2 separate regions of the Triticum aestivum genome follow, and region 1 is linked to region 2. The links are chromatin contacts, called in public Hi-C maps. All regions are on one chromosome and are shown on one strand. The core of a region is the stretch at or near the end of the contact, and the rest is flanking DNA. Distances in the headings are between cores, read along the strand shown.

Region 1 (6,645 bases), core at 347-2,846, 140 kb before region 2:
TGAGATAAGACATACCTTGGCATCAGCAGTGCTAGATGTATGTGCAGCTGCAGTCAGTTCCTTTATAATTGCATCCTTCTCTTCACATTCCTTCTGAATGTTATACAACTCTTGTTCTGCTGCCAGTGAACTTAGCTGGATATAATTTACAAGCGTCATCACTAAGAATGATGATAAGAGCACATTTGACATTAGCATAAACAATGCATATGCCATGGAAACATGGAGGTGTATATGACCAGCACAAACTATAATCATAAACGAATATAAACACAAAATAGATACTTCCGCCACGGAAAAGTACATTCTTAGTTACCTGATTGTCCCCGCTTAAATGATTATCCACAGAGGATACGACACTCCAAATGTCTGAGAGATCCGACATCCGGCGCTCCTCATGATCCACAAGACTTACACTAGTCCTATCAACTACATCGCTCTTTGCATCATCCATTCCACAGAAATCCTGCACATTTGTCCAGCATAAGAGAATATAAGGGAGACAAAAGCAACTCTGGGAGCATACTCTTTGTAAACATATACCTTTGTCTTGTAAGGAGTAGCAGCAGTCACCAGCTGTGAGCACGCACAGCATCTGGTTCCCTCCTCATCCATTAGCTTCTTGCTGCTTACCAACTCAACCTTTTCACTCTGGGTGGAAATGAAGCTGTCGCACTTGACATATTGCTGTTGCAGGGAGTGCATCTCGGACAACAGATCATCCAGCTTCTGCTGCATGCTTTGCAGCACCTCATCCTGCACAACGAAAACATTATTTTGTTGTTCACTTGTACTGCTGATTCAACACGCTATTTTTTTTTAAAAAAAATTGCTAGAATACAAATGTGCACCGTCTTAGTGGAGGTGGAGATCTCATATAATAACTCGTTTAAACAGCAGAAACTTATACAGGCACTTGATAGCATTGGGTGGCCACTGTGTATCCAAATAAGATCGAAACGGAAGAGATGAGAAGAAGCAAACCCTGAAATGAATCGATCGCTGGAGCTGCTCGATGCGGCGGGCCGCGTGGGAGCGGGAGGAGGCGGCCGCCACGGTGGCGACGAGGAGGACGCGGTGCATCGGGCTGAAGAGCTCCCACGCCGTCGCCTCGTCCGACGGGAGGCCCGGCGCGGCCGCATCAGCGGACGCCGCCTCCTCGGCGCCGACGAGGCGGCCCTGGAGGGAGACCCACGCGTGGCGCCGCGGGCTCGCCGGCTCACGGAAACGGCTCGAGAGGGCGCATCGGCGCCGGGAGGACGACGAGGAGGAGCGAACGGACACGCGGGACGGAGGCGGCTCCGGGGGCGGGGTCGCCTCGCCGGCGGCGGGGGCGGGGGCGGGGGCGGCGACCATGGAGACGTGACGCGTTTCGATTTTGGGATTTTTCCGGCTGTGTTTGGGGCTTTGGGCGGGTGGCTTCGGGAAAGTGGTTTTCGAAATGCCAAGTTGAAGCGACGTGTGTAACGGGCGAATCTTTGTAGATCCGGCCCATGAGTTCAGTCCCTGTAAAGGCCCAATCAAAATGTAACAGGGCCTGGTACTAACACCAATTGGGCCTTATTTGACGTCCCTCCGTCTCCCAGGCCGAAATAGTCAGACGGCACGCCGATGGAACAACCGCAAGCAGCCATGGCGTCGGAGGCCGGCGCCGGCGTCGACGCCGACGCGTACCGCATCCGGCCGCTCGAGCTCGGCGACCTCTCCAAGGGCTTCTGCGACCTCCTCGCGCAGCTCTCCCCCTCCGCGCCCCTCACCGAGGACTCCTTCCGCTCCCGCTTCGCCGAGCTCGCGGCCCTGGGCGGCGACCACCTCGTCCTCGTCGCCGAGGACGCCGGCACGGGCCGCATCGCCGCCGCGGGGGCGGTTCTCGTGGAGCGCAAGTTCATCCGCCGCTGCGGCACCGTGGGGCACGTGGAGGACGTGGTGGTGGACGCCGCGGCGCGCGGCCGGGGGCTCGGGGAGCGCGTCGTGCGCCGCCTCGTGGAGCACGCGAGTGCGAGGGGGTGCTACAAGGTTATACTGAACTGCACTCCGGAGCTGAGGGGGTTCTACGCCAAGTGCGGATTCATGGAGAAGAACGTCCAGATGGGGCTCTACTTCTGATCTAGGTTCAGCCTTCTCGGATGGATCTCTCCCTGGTGATGTTTTCTAGCTGTTGCCTGTATCTATATCTATGAAACGTGACGGAATAATTTGCGCTTTTATGGTTTGCTCTCAATTAGTTCAAAGATTTATGTTATCTGTCAATCCTTGCTGCTTTTGCATGAACTGGTAGTGATCGATATGGGTTGCACTGATAACTACTACCAGGTCAAAATGTTCCGCATTTTTTGTTATTCTGATGAACACAGCTTGTTGAAGTTGTATTGAGATGATTACATCCAAATATCCAGTCTCAGGCTTGCAGATAATTTTCCCTTGAAAATACTAAAAGTAATCTTGGAACCTCGGGGAAAAAAGTTATGTTGTAACATCATTTTGATTACACGTTTGCATTGGTAAAACAAAGAATACTACGAAATAAGAAAGCAAATCATTTCTAACTGTGTTTGGACACTGGTGAGATTGTAAAAAGGGGAAGGGCTGAATATTTGGGGAGAAGGCGGACTATTTTAGCATCTGTTGAATGTGTGACTTAACAGGACATCGATTTTAGTGAATGAAGATTATTTTTACCAGAAACTCATGGATGGATGTGTTTTATTTTTCGAACTGTTATCTGTCAATCCTTGCAACTGGTATTGTTGGCTACGCATGCTGGAGCCGTATTTTGATATTTCACTTGAAGGTACTAAAAGTAATCTTGGAACAGCAGGAAAAAAAAGTTATGTAACAACATTTTTATTACACATTTGCACTGGGAAGATTAAGAATACACAATAAGAAAGCAAATTATTTTAGCTGTGTTTGGACACTGTTGAGATTGTAAAAAGTGAAATGGCTGAATATTTGAGGAGAAGACAGACTATTTTAGCATCTGTTGAATGTGTGACTTAACAGGACATCGATTTTGGTGAATGAAGATTATTTTAACAGAAACTCATGGACGGTGGAATTAATGTTCACTGCGGCAAAAAAAAGGTACATGTGGAACTGTAATTGTCCGTTTTATTTTTGGTATTGTTTAGAAGATGTGGTGATCTGTTCAAGGTATTTGCATATGCACGGTTCTAAAATGAAGATGGGTTACTGATAAATGAGTTTTTAAGGTGCCTGTGAAATTTGCTATAGAATAGTATGTCTACAAAACGTGCTGTAGAATAGTATGTTTTTCTGCATGTACTTCTGTTTACTTATCATGTTTACTATGTTAGGGATACTTCATTCTTTGTCACACTGCACTATTTTTCTTTTGATGAAATTTTCCTATAGCATTGTTTTGTGATTATGTAAATGAATATGCTAGTCATCTAAATTTTTGCAATTCAACTTCTAGTGACAAAATTGTACAGTTTGAATCTCAAGATGGCCTTCTACCATCCTTTGGCACTCATCTTTCCCCACCACCAAAAAAGGGAAAAGAAAAACTTTTGGCACTATTTGAGTTGGAGGATGGTGTTACTGTGTTAGGGTGGTTGGTGCACAAAAGTTGAAATTCTTGCTATGAATGCTCCAATCACTTAGAGGGGAGCCTTGGCGCAGCGTTAAAAGGGTTCGAGTCTTGGAAACAACCTCTTGCAGAAATTCTGGGGAAGGTTATGTACAAAAGACCCAAAGTGGTCGGACCCCTCCCGGTACCCTGCGCAAGCGGGAGCTGCGTGCACCTGGCTGCCCTTTTTTAATGCTCCAATCACTTAGAACCCACCGAGTCATTCGTATGGGCTGCTCAATTCCGAATGTTGTGTGAATGAAATTTCGATGACAAATGGTTAAACTTGACGTTTACAAGATTTATGGATGGTACATTCATAACGAGTACTCATTTTACCTCTCTTTGGAAGTGGCATTTCCACTGTTACTCTATCTCTTTTCGTGAGTGCTCTTTGCTTTTTGTGCAAGTGGTGGATACATATACAGCTACCTTGGCAGAAGATGTTCTTATAACAGTTAAGCCCATCTGCAAACCTTTGCATCCTTTATGGGCGCTTGTACTGGAAGCTTCAAAACTTTCAGACCATGCAATATTCAGTTACAACAACCCGGCACTTTTGCTTCAGATTCAGAAAGTGTTCAGCTCAATCCTTCTGGTTAGAACCTTCACTTCTTTATTTTTAGACTTCACTTGATCTATCACTCATGCTGACCCATGACGGGGAGCTAGATTATTTCATCCACAGTAACTCATTCTTTGATTTCGTTCTCAGCTATGCTGGCGGTCTTTTTAAAGAAGGTGGCCATATCTTGTTAGATGAGGTCGGAAACAGTACGATGATTTCTGTATCGCCCTGTGCTGTACTAGTGTCTGGTGGGTAGTCAGAACTGAGAAGGGCCGAGCCTGAAGAAAGTCCTAGTGGTAGATGAATATTCTGCAGTTGACTCGCATATACCTGTGTGAGTAGTGGGAAGGGCAAGTTGACAGCAGTCCTAGGAAGGGTAAGGTGCAACAGTGGGACTGGGACTATATCTGAGTAAGTAGTGCGAAAAATCCCGCTCGACGCTGACGCCGGGTGCTGGTGCCTAGTGGATCCCTGAATCAGCTTGTGCTGTATTGCTTCCTTTTTACCTACTCTTATTTCTGAAAATGGACTGATCTGACTGTTTGTCATAGAACTCATAGTACGTCCAGCTGATGATCATTTCTGTAAACAGGCGGTGGTTTTTGAAATTCAGAGAGTGTGGCTGACTGCCTTGTGACCATGAGGTCACGGGTTCAAGTCCTGGAAACAGCCTCTTACAGAAATGTAGGAAAAGGCTGCGTACAATAGACCCAAAGTGGTCGGACCCTTCTCCAGACCCTGCGCAAGCGGGAGCTACATGCACTGGGGCTGCCCTTTAAAGAGTGTGGCTGACTGGAAGAGTACAATATATATTATCGTCGAAAGCTTGGAAATGAAAATTTTCCTAGAGCAGAGCTTCTGAAATCCATACTTACTCGCTCTTTTCTGCTTATAATGCTATTTCAGAAAATTGCGCGCTTTGGTCCTGCCATGAAGTCGGCGCGAGTGCGGAGCAAGATCCTGCCATGGAGCAGGATCGCATGGAAGAAGATGAGGTTGGTCTGCACTCTGCACAGAATCTTGAGAACTTTCATATTGAGGATCCCCATGGTGGAGGGAGGCATTATTGACGAACTGCGCAGGTACTGGCTGCATCTTGGCCCAATCGCCGTGATCCATCCATCCAGATCTGCGTGACAGCTTCCTTCCTTGCCCAATCAAGGCTGAGGTATCTTCATGTGGCCGTCCCTCCCTTTTGTGCCGCCAAAGCTGCACAGTAGTACATTGTATCCCGCGATGATCCGGTGTACAGTACCTAGTGGCGTGCCAACTTTTAACTGGATTCCACTCTTGTTGCAGTGCTTTGCTCGATCATCACCTTTGTTTCTCTGAACACGCTCGTGCCGTTTTACCCATTTGTGCGTACAGTCGACTCTTATCGAGGCGGTACCATGTGTCTATTTCGGGCCAAACCTATCCCTATCCGATCACCGTTCCCACTCCTTGAAAGACTGCTAGGTGCGATGCAGTGGGATCGATGTACTGACCACGGCACCTTCTTGAGCCTGGACAAGAGACAACGCACGGGATCATTGTCGTGTGATATGTAGGGGCTGATGATTAGCCCGTGACCTCGCCGTAGCAGAGTGCTAAACGGGAGCGGAAGTACAATTCCCTCTAATCAGAACAGCAAATGCTATGAATCAATTGCTCATGCACCAAACCGGCACTTGGGCCTTTGCTGTTGCCTTTTTCTTTTCTTTCGAGAAATGCATTTGCTGTTGCTTGATTAGAACATTCGAAGATGACGCTTTTGGGGCAAAAGGGACAAACGAGGCGGCCCAGCGCGCGATGGCCCGGACCCATCCTGTCCGTTTTGTGTCCGGGCCGACCCATTTCGAGCGCAAACTTGCGCCGGGTTTGGGTCGCGGCGGACACCAAACGGACGCGCGCTTCGTCCGCGTCGGGGCCGCGTGGCAGGCGGCCACCTACCTTCCACCGGTCAACATCAATGCGCACGAGCGGGCAGCCCCACCTGTCATCCGCACGTCGAACGGCTCTCCGTCCTTCTTTAAGTGGGAAGCGTGGACGGGTCGTCGTCCACACTGCCCCACGCCACCCCGCGGCCTCCTCGAAACCCGGCAGCGCCGAACCCCAAACCCTAGCCAAGAAACTCGCCGGCCGGCCGCCCGCAGCGCGACGAGGAGATCGAGCGCCGCCGCCGCCTCCTCCCCGACAACCTCTTTTACGACGCCAGGTACGCCCCCGACTCCGGGCTCTGGGACACCTGGTTTTGTGACGAGCACGACACCAGGCGCGCGTCGTTCTTCGCCGGCACCTCGACGGGGACGCGGCGGCCACGACAGGAGCGCGCAGCGCCTGCTCCCCAGGAGCGCGGGCGTAGGCGGGTGCGCGACGTCACGCCCATGCCGTCGCCTTCGCCGTCTCCATCGCCACCACCACCTCCTCGCATGACGGAGGAGGAGGCCCGTCTCGTTGCACGCGTCATGGAGGGCTCCATGCGCACGCACAACGAGCGCCAGTG
Region 2 (7,343 bases), core at 699-3,198:
ATGTAGCATTATCTGTAGAACATACATACGTACATACATATACGTACCTTGACCTGCATCTGGAGCTCCTTGATGTAGTCGACAGCCAGATCCAACATGTCGGAGGTGTTGGTTTGCTGCAGCCATGGCAAGCGAGTAAAAATCAGTCACAGGGCGGGCGTGGTCCTCCCATGGCGCGCGGGCCAAATGGGGGAAAGAACTAATCATGCGCGGCCCAACTGTTTTTACTACTAATGGGTTAAATCCCTGGCACCGGCAGGGCCACGGCCGTGCCGGTACGGCCTCGGCGTTTGTGCCGTACGGCTTTGATTGATTGGTTGGTTGGTTACCTTCTCCATGTTGGGGACGAGCTCCTGCAGCTTCCGTATACGCTCGCTGATCTTCGTCCTCCTCACCTGCACGCACACCACGACGTCAAGATCGATCGGCCGGCGAGATACAGGCGTAACGTAACGGCATGGCATGGTGGTGACTGGTGAGCTGTGTGGAGTATACGGACCCGTTCGGCGATGCTGCGGGGGTGGGTGGCGCAGCCGCGCTTGGCGCGGATCTTGCACGGCACCGAGTCCTGGAACTGGAGGAATTTCTCGATGGCCGCAATCTCCGGCGACGGCTTGCTGCCGACCGGCAGGCTGAACTGCGGCTTCAGCTGCCGCGCCGCGCCGTTGGCGGGGCCGTCGCGCGGGCGCCGCTTCGCGGCCGGCCCGGGCAGGCCGTCGGACGTCAGCAGCGAGGGCGACGGGGACGGCGAGGGCTCGTCCCAGCCGGCGCCGGCCGAGGGGGCGACCACCGGGTACCCGGGGATGCCGCCGTAGCCGGCTCCGTTGCTGCCGGCCTCGTCGTCGCCGCTGTCGCCATCGCCCAGTTCCTCGCTCACCATCTCCGAGATCTGCGACATCACCGACCCCTGCCGCGACGAGAAGCTCAGCTGCCCCTTGAGCCGCGTGTCGCCGTTCCTGTATCCTCCCCCGCCAGCGGCGCCGCCCATGCCCGCCCTGAGCATGCTCCCGTAGCCTGCGGGGTTTAGGAGTAGAGCAGCACCAGTATTCCATTAACTGCTCGACGCGACGGTTCCAGAAATGGAAAGCAGCTAGCTACTCAAGCTGTCTACTCCCAGCTAGCTAGCGAGCTCATGATTGCTGCTGCAGTGCCGCTACATGGCGAGCGCGAGAACCAAGAAAGAGAGCTCGTGAGGACTAATGGAGAAGGGGTTAAGGCACCAACCGTTGTCCATGTTCAGATGGTTGAGGAACCCGGCGGGGGAGCTGCTCTGCCGGAGCAGGCTGTCGTTGCCGCCGCCGGTGGCGACGGGGTCCGTGGCGCCGGAGCTTGCCGTGCGGAATAGCCCCTCCATGGCGGCCATCTGCTGCTGCGACTGGTACATGAGCTGCTGCTGCTGCGAGGCCATGGAGGCGGCGGCGTCCTCGGCGAAGTGGCTGGCGGCGGGGCGGGGAGGCTTGTCCCTCATCTCGGGCTGGTGCTGGGTGTGGTGGCCGGAGAGGAGGCGGGCGAAGCCGGTGTCGGCGGCGTGGTCCGGGCTGCCCTGGCGGTGCCCCACGCCAGCGCCCGCGGAGGCCGGGAGGAAGTCCCCGCACACGTCGCCGAACATGGCGCTCGGGGCCGACCGGTACCGCAGCAGGCCGGGGGAGCTCATCTGCGGCGGCGTGCGCACGCCGTTCGCCGCCGGCTGGTGCTGGACTGGCAGGTTGAGGTCCTTGGACAGCGGCGCGCCGTACATCCCCCACCCAACACCTCCCAAAGGTTACACCGGTGGCCGCCGCACGAAACTCGATACCACCAGCACCAATACGCAACGCTAGCAGCCTAGCACGGTCACTGGTGCTTCGGGGAGTTTCTTCCGGCCCGAGTATTTTAATGGCGGAAAGGGAGAGGGGCTTTTGGTTTTGGCCGGGGGCGTACGCGTAGCGGTTTAGGCGTGTGGGAGTGGGAGCTTCGGCGGTATTTATAATGGCGGATGTTTACCGGGGCGACGATGGAAGTGCCGTCGTGGATAGGGTACCGCTTTGATCCGTCCTAGGGTACCCGCACCTATGATGCCGCCGGCCATGGCCACCGTTCCCTGCTCTCTATATTTCTCTTTCATCGATGAGTGTTCGTAGCACAATCCGAAGCCATCGTAAAGGAGGAAGTTGAGCGAAAAAAAACTGTCCAGCAGTTTTCTTAAACGCACAAACTTTTTACGGAATCCTGTAAATTCTCCAAAATTTATCGCATATTTACGGAAAGATGATCATTTTCGTAAAACTTTCACGTCAGCACCCGTCACCTAGCCGCCACAAGAGTCCGGCCACGCCGCCACTACACCCACCGCGCCTCCGCCGACCGCCACACTGCCGACTACCGCCATCCGCTGTCAGCCGCCGCCGCCGCCCCGCCGCAAAAAGGCACTTTCCTAGATGAGTTTTTATGAAAACTGAGAAAACACCCAACTTTTTCTAAAGTAGTGATCTAAACGCTTTTATATTTCTTTACAGAGGGAGTAACACACTGTAAAACCACTTTTACAGGAAGCTTTTGCAGGAGCTGTTTGAGATGCTCTTAAAACTCATCTTACCCATTCTCGTCTGACTCAGTACTACCCATTAAACAACATACGTTTTGCATATCAATTTTTTGCATACCTTTTATGAATTGTAAGATTTTTATAGGTTTTTAGAAAAAAAATTGGTCCTGTTGGTTTTCCCCTATGAAAGTCCTTTGGGTAGTTGGATTGGGGCAATTAAATTCATATGGAATCCATTCTTATGCGCAATATTATTCCCTAGAGGTTTCAGTGTGAGCTCAGAGAAATTCCATGTGTTTCAAAAAACTACATCAGCCGGCCTTGAAAGATTTTGAAAATCCCTATGAGCCACCAACCTCCATAGGTCACCCCAAGATCGTTAAACACACTCTACCTGGGGTGTCACACTTTACAAGATGAGGCATTGAACTGTTGCGTTTATTGATGCAGAGGGAATTTGTAGCATGCAGGTGCTGGGCACGTGACCCTTGTTTTTCTTTTGGCTCTTGATTTGTAATCTTCATATATTTTGAATCAAAAGTTTAAATTAAGTTTCATTTGCATATTAATGTTTCTGATGATGAAGGCTTTTAATGAGATCCGTTTGAAATACTTTTTGATGAGTTTTTAAAACTTTCTTAAGTTTCAACTTCTAAAACTTGGTTCGAGCGCCCGACAAAATTATAAATCTCAACAACCAAGTATTTAAAACTTGTCGTGCCCTCGTGTGGGACCCAACGTCTTTGTAAATCGCGTTGTGCCCTCGCATGGTTGGACAGGTGCGTTCCCCCACACCCGCATGCCCCTGCAAGTTCCATTTGTTGATGTATTGTTAGAGAACAAGAACAAGAGAAAATAAACACAAACCATAGTAACTCAACATGATCATGAGATCTCCATATTCATCGTGTTTTCACTGCTTGGCCGGGCAGAAGCATGCGATGGTAATTTGTCGTATGATAAATTGCCATACCATGAGGCTAGAACAGCGCCTATTTTTTGGTAGTGTCGACCATGATGAACATTTCTGTACGATGTCATCTTCACCGTCAAGATTTCACAAACAATGGCAGATAAACAACCCAATATAAGAGAATCACTGATGAGTTGTTTTGCCGTCAAAATGTGTTGCTTTGTGCTTATTGCCAAACCATTTCTGTCACTCTGTTATGCCAATATGGTCCCTTTGTTTTCGGCCGCATCAGAAAAAAGATCTCCAGGAAATCATGCCTAACATCGAGGTTTTATCTTTTCTTTAACAACAGAAAAGTTTAGTTTTTAGAACCATTAGACTTTTTTTGCTTTAAGTGAAAGGAAATCTAAGTTTTTTTCAGATAAATGTCCACGCATATCTTTGGACAAGAATATTACACATGTAAAAGCCACAAAATACTACCAGAAAACCAGATGTCATGGAGTTCTGTAGAAAGGACCCCCCCCCCCCCCCTACAGAAGTTGAGGTTACATTTTGACTCTTTGGAGGGCCTAGTTGAACCATTGCCCACCATTAATAACTTTTCTACGTTGCTCCTAGATTCAGACCACCAAAACCTTCTGACACATGTCGACCCCGCCGTCGTCCAAGGAGGCATCGAGTGTCAACCCTCGCTCGTCGGATTCGAAGACGATCGAGCAACCTACTATCCAGTACCACCGATGAATGAAACATGGAGCCAATAATAGCTATTCGCAAGAGTTGAAGCACATGTGCACTCTCTCCTACCCTTCGCCGAAGCGATAGAGGGCAGGAACCGAAGGCTCGTCGACCAAGGGAGGGGCTAAATTGTGATCCCCCAAATCGCTTTTTGGACATATGGGGAGTGAAAACAAATAGTGTTCCAACAGAAGAAGAAAAAACCCGAAATTGTTGTGCACACGACCTGTGATGCATGATTTGTGCACGACCTAATTAGAAGCCACAAAGATTTTAAAAAGGAAGCAATTCAATGGTCTAGATGACTTGTCGTGTGTGAATCGTGCATGGACCCGTCGTGTGCATAGCAGTGCTAAAAAAAATCTTCAAAAAAGAGGAAGATATCGGCCCAGTCAGCAGGGAGAAAATCTAGAGTTCATTTTTTGAGAGTGTGAAAATATCTAGAGTTTTGCCTGACGCTCCCGGAGCCTCCATTTTCGGCCCAATGACGCATGCTGACGGTTCAGCCCACTTTCCGGTCCGGCCTACGATTGCATGAGTACGTGGACTCACGAACGGCCACAGACCTTCCTCAAAAAAAAAAAACGAACGGCCACAGACTCGGAGTACCCCTCAAAAAAGGAAAAAAAAAACTCGGAGAGTGAACACGTAAACAAATCAGTTCACTGCAAACGGGAAATCACTGCAGTACAAAAGAGCTCAGTCACAAGCGGAGCACATGCGTGCAAATGCAGAGACGCGATCTGTAGGATCTAGGCAGCCTATCATATCTTCTCCCCGCGGCTGCCCTGACACCTGAGAATACTATATGTCAAAAGATATCACTGGCTGACCTGCTCTGCTGTCCACGCCATGGATTCCGGTTTCTGAACATGTCTTGCGATCGGGGAGTACTAAATTCGGGCAAACAAACAGGCAGGATCTGATAATCGAATCCAGGCAAGATAAAATTTGAAGGATAAGAGCATCTCGGACTAGTCAAATTTGACTCTCTCTACGTCCGCAGACTCTATACGCCCGCGTACGCGTTGAGCTGTGTCGATACAACAATAATCCTCAAATCTAAACCCCTATTTTCATAGTACACCATGCAACATAAAATTCATCTAGGTGCTGGATCATACATTAGCAAAATGAGCTATACTGAAGAGAGGAAAAAAAATCGTTGTCGAAGATGTCGATGACCCCCGTGCCGGACGGATCGGCCTCGTAGTCATTGGCGGCGGGCCACATACCGACTTCACCTCGTCGTCGTCGTCCAAAAGAGGGACTCAAACAACTCGTCCAACTCCACGTCCGCGAGGTGCCACCACCTCTCGCTCGGACTGAATCGAGTCGAGGATGGCGGCATGCCCCGTCTCAAATGCCGCCGCCGGCTCCGTGGCTTGGGTGTTTTGGGACTCCGGCTCCGCCTCCACCATGGCAAAGCTGCCAGGCTCCATGCCTGTCGCCTCCTTGTCCTCCTCCTTGGCCACGTCCTCATCGTCAGCGCCCGGCTCCCCCTCTTCCTATGACAACTCCTCCTTCTCCTCCATCGTCGCAAGCTCGGCGGCGCAGTGTGCCTCCTTCACCACGCGGCGCAGTGTGCATCTCGGCTTGAATCTCCGCCCGATGTTCGGGCGTGGCGTGAGCATCTTATAATACGTGATTTTTTGTCGGACCATGGCAGACGACGACGAGCTCGGGTTGGAAGAGAGGGAGGAGGGTGCAACGGCGGCGGCGGACGAGAGGAAGATGAGGGGAATGGGAACGGTGCTACAGGGTGCCTCGCCGTGCCGCTTGAAAAGCCGGATTTAGACCCTCGGACGGCGCGTCGAACCGGCGCCATGAATGAGTCTGGACCAAACCGGGGGAGGCGCTTAGTAGACGTGTGGTTTTCCACGTGAGTCTCACCCATCAGTCCGACATGGCGGACGCATCCCGAGCCTCCCGCGCCTTCTCTTTTGTAGATGCTCTAAGGAGACACGGGTTACACTTGCAATTCTGTAGTTAACAAAGGAGGAGGATTGGTCCAGCTATATTTGCCACCTTATATCATAATGAAACAATCAGAGTACGTGCTGCCATCTCCCTCGATCCGATCGACAAGATCAAACTAAGCTCTTATTCCGATCCCATGTGAGGGAATCAAAGGGGGAAACGAGGGGAAAATCCCATCCTTTTTGGCCGGAGCACCAAGATCTTGTGAACCATGTGGCTCCACGTGAGCGCCCTCGCCCCTTTTTGGAGTGCCAAGCGTGTGCCTCACTGCTCCCGTTATCCGTGGGACAAAAATTGGCTCTTGTTTGGTTGATCCGACACAGAGACAAAAACAGCGCTGACCTTTTGTGGTTAACGGCATAAAGTGCCATGACCAGAGTGTGTGTGGGTGTGTGGAATGGAATATAAGGTGATGGATAGGGCTGGGTCTGTCTGTCTGTCTGTTAGGTGTGGCAACTCCTGTGCATCCCGGCCAGGGGAGTCCCTGCGATCTGGGTGAACACGAGAATACATTCTGAGCGACCTCGCTCAACCCGTTACACAAGTACTGAGGTCAACTTTTGTGGTTCTTGGACTGTATGTATTGCCCTGTGTATATAAACGACATGTGGTAAGCAATCCAAACAATTAAAAAAAAGTTAACCACAACAGTATGCAAAAGCAGGTTGAACGAGCGCGAATATGAAGGAAAAAAAGGTCATTAAACAACCGAAATTATGATGATCCACCGCAATGCCAAAAGCGCAGGCCTAGCCGACTAAATTGGGATCATAGTCTTGCTTGCCCACACAAATTGGTGGCAGTTCTAAGTTTGAATTCATTTTGACTAGATATGTATTCTTGACTTTCGGTATCGAAGAAAAACATACTACGGCATATGGATATGCATTACTTTCACTTTACAGTTCAGTAATTATAGCCTTCTAAAATTATTTTCTTGAGAAAATACGCGCTTCGGTTGTCAACTATTTCCTCAGTTCTTCTCGTTATTCTTTGGGCTTGCTTGACCTCCTAAACTATCATCCTCATAGCATTAACAAAATCATGCCTAGGTTAAGGAAACATAAAATCGCATATATGTTAGTTATGGGATGAAGTATATATGTTGTAAAGTTTGACTATGGAACATTGCTATTCGCAATTTGTTCAAAATTAAGTTAGATATATGACTCACTCTTTTGCACA

What was found. A called contact is a pair of places that touch in the nucleus more often than the background predicts.
Region 1: a Hi-C map of leaf shows a contact between it and region 2, with 4 times the contacts expected there. The contact joins the promoter of LOC123112402 here to the promoter of LOC123112401 in region 2. A contact is called at or near these places in 5 of 5 Hi-C or Micro-C datasets (leaf, root and an unstated tissue) and 1 of 1 datasets of contacts at active chromatin or transcription factors (leaf).

What each region holds. Positions count from the first base shown.
Region 1 is chr5B:451,609,542-451,616,186 of IWGSC CS RefSeq v2.1, reverse strand. It overlaps LOC123112402 (glucosamine 6-phosphate N-acetyltransferase 1-like), which reads left to right and starts at 1,596. Exons shown (of 1, transcript XM_044533380.1): 1 at 1,596-2,363. The coding sequence starts at 1,612. The coding sequence ends at 2,106. LOC123116405 reads right to left here and starts at 1,418. Exons shown (of 7, transcript XM_044537369.1): 1 at 985-1,418; 2 at 544-756; 3 at 317-466; 4 at 16-135. The coding sequence starts at 1,356.
Region 2 is chr5B:451,473,771-451,481,113 of IWGSC CS RefSeq v2.1, reverse strand. LOC123112401 (transcription factor bHLH130) reads right to left here and starts at 1,948. Exons shown (of 5, transcript XM_044533379.1): 1 at 1,225-1,948; 2 at 500-1,014; 3 at 330-395; 4 at 48-116. The coding sequence starts at 1,738.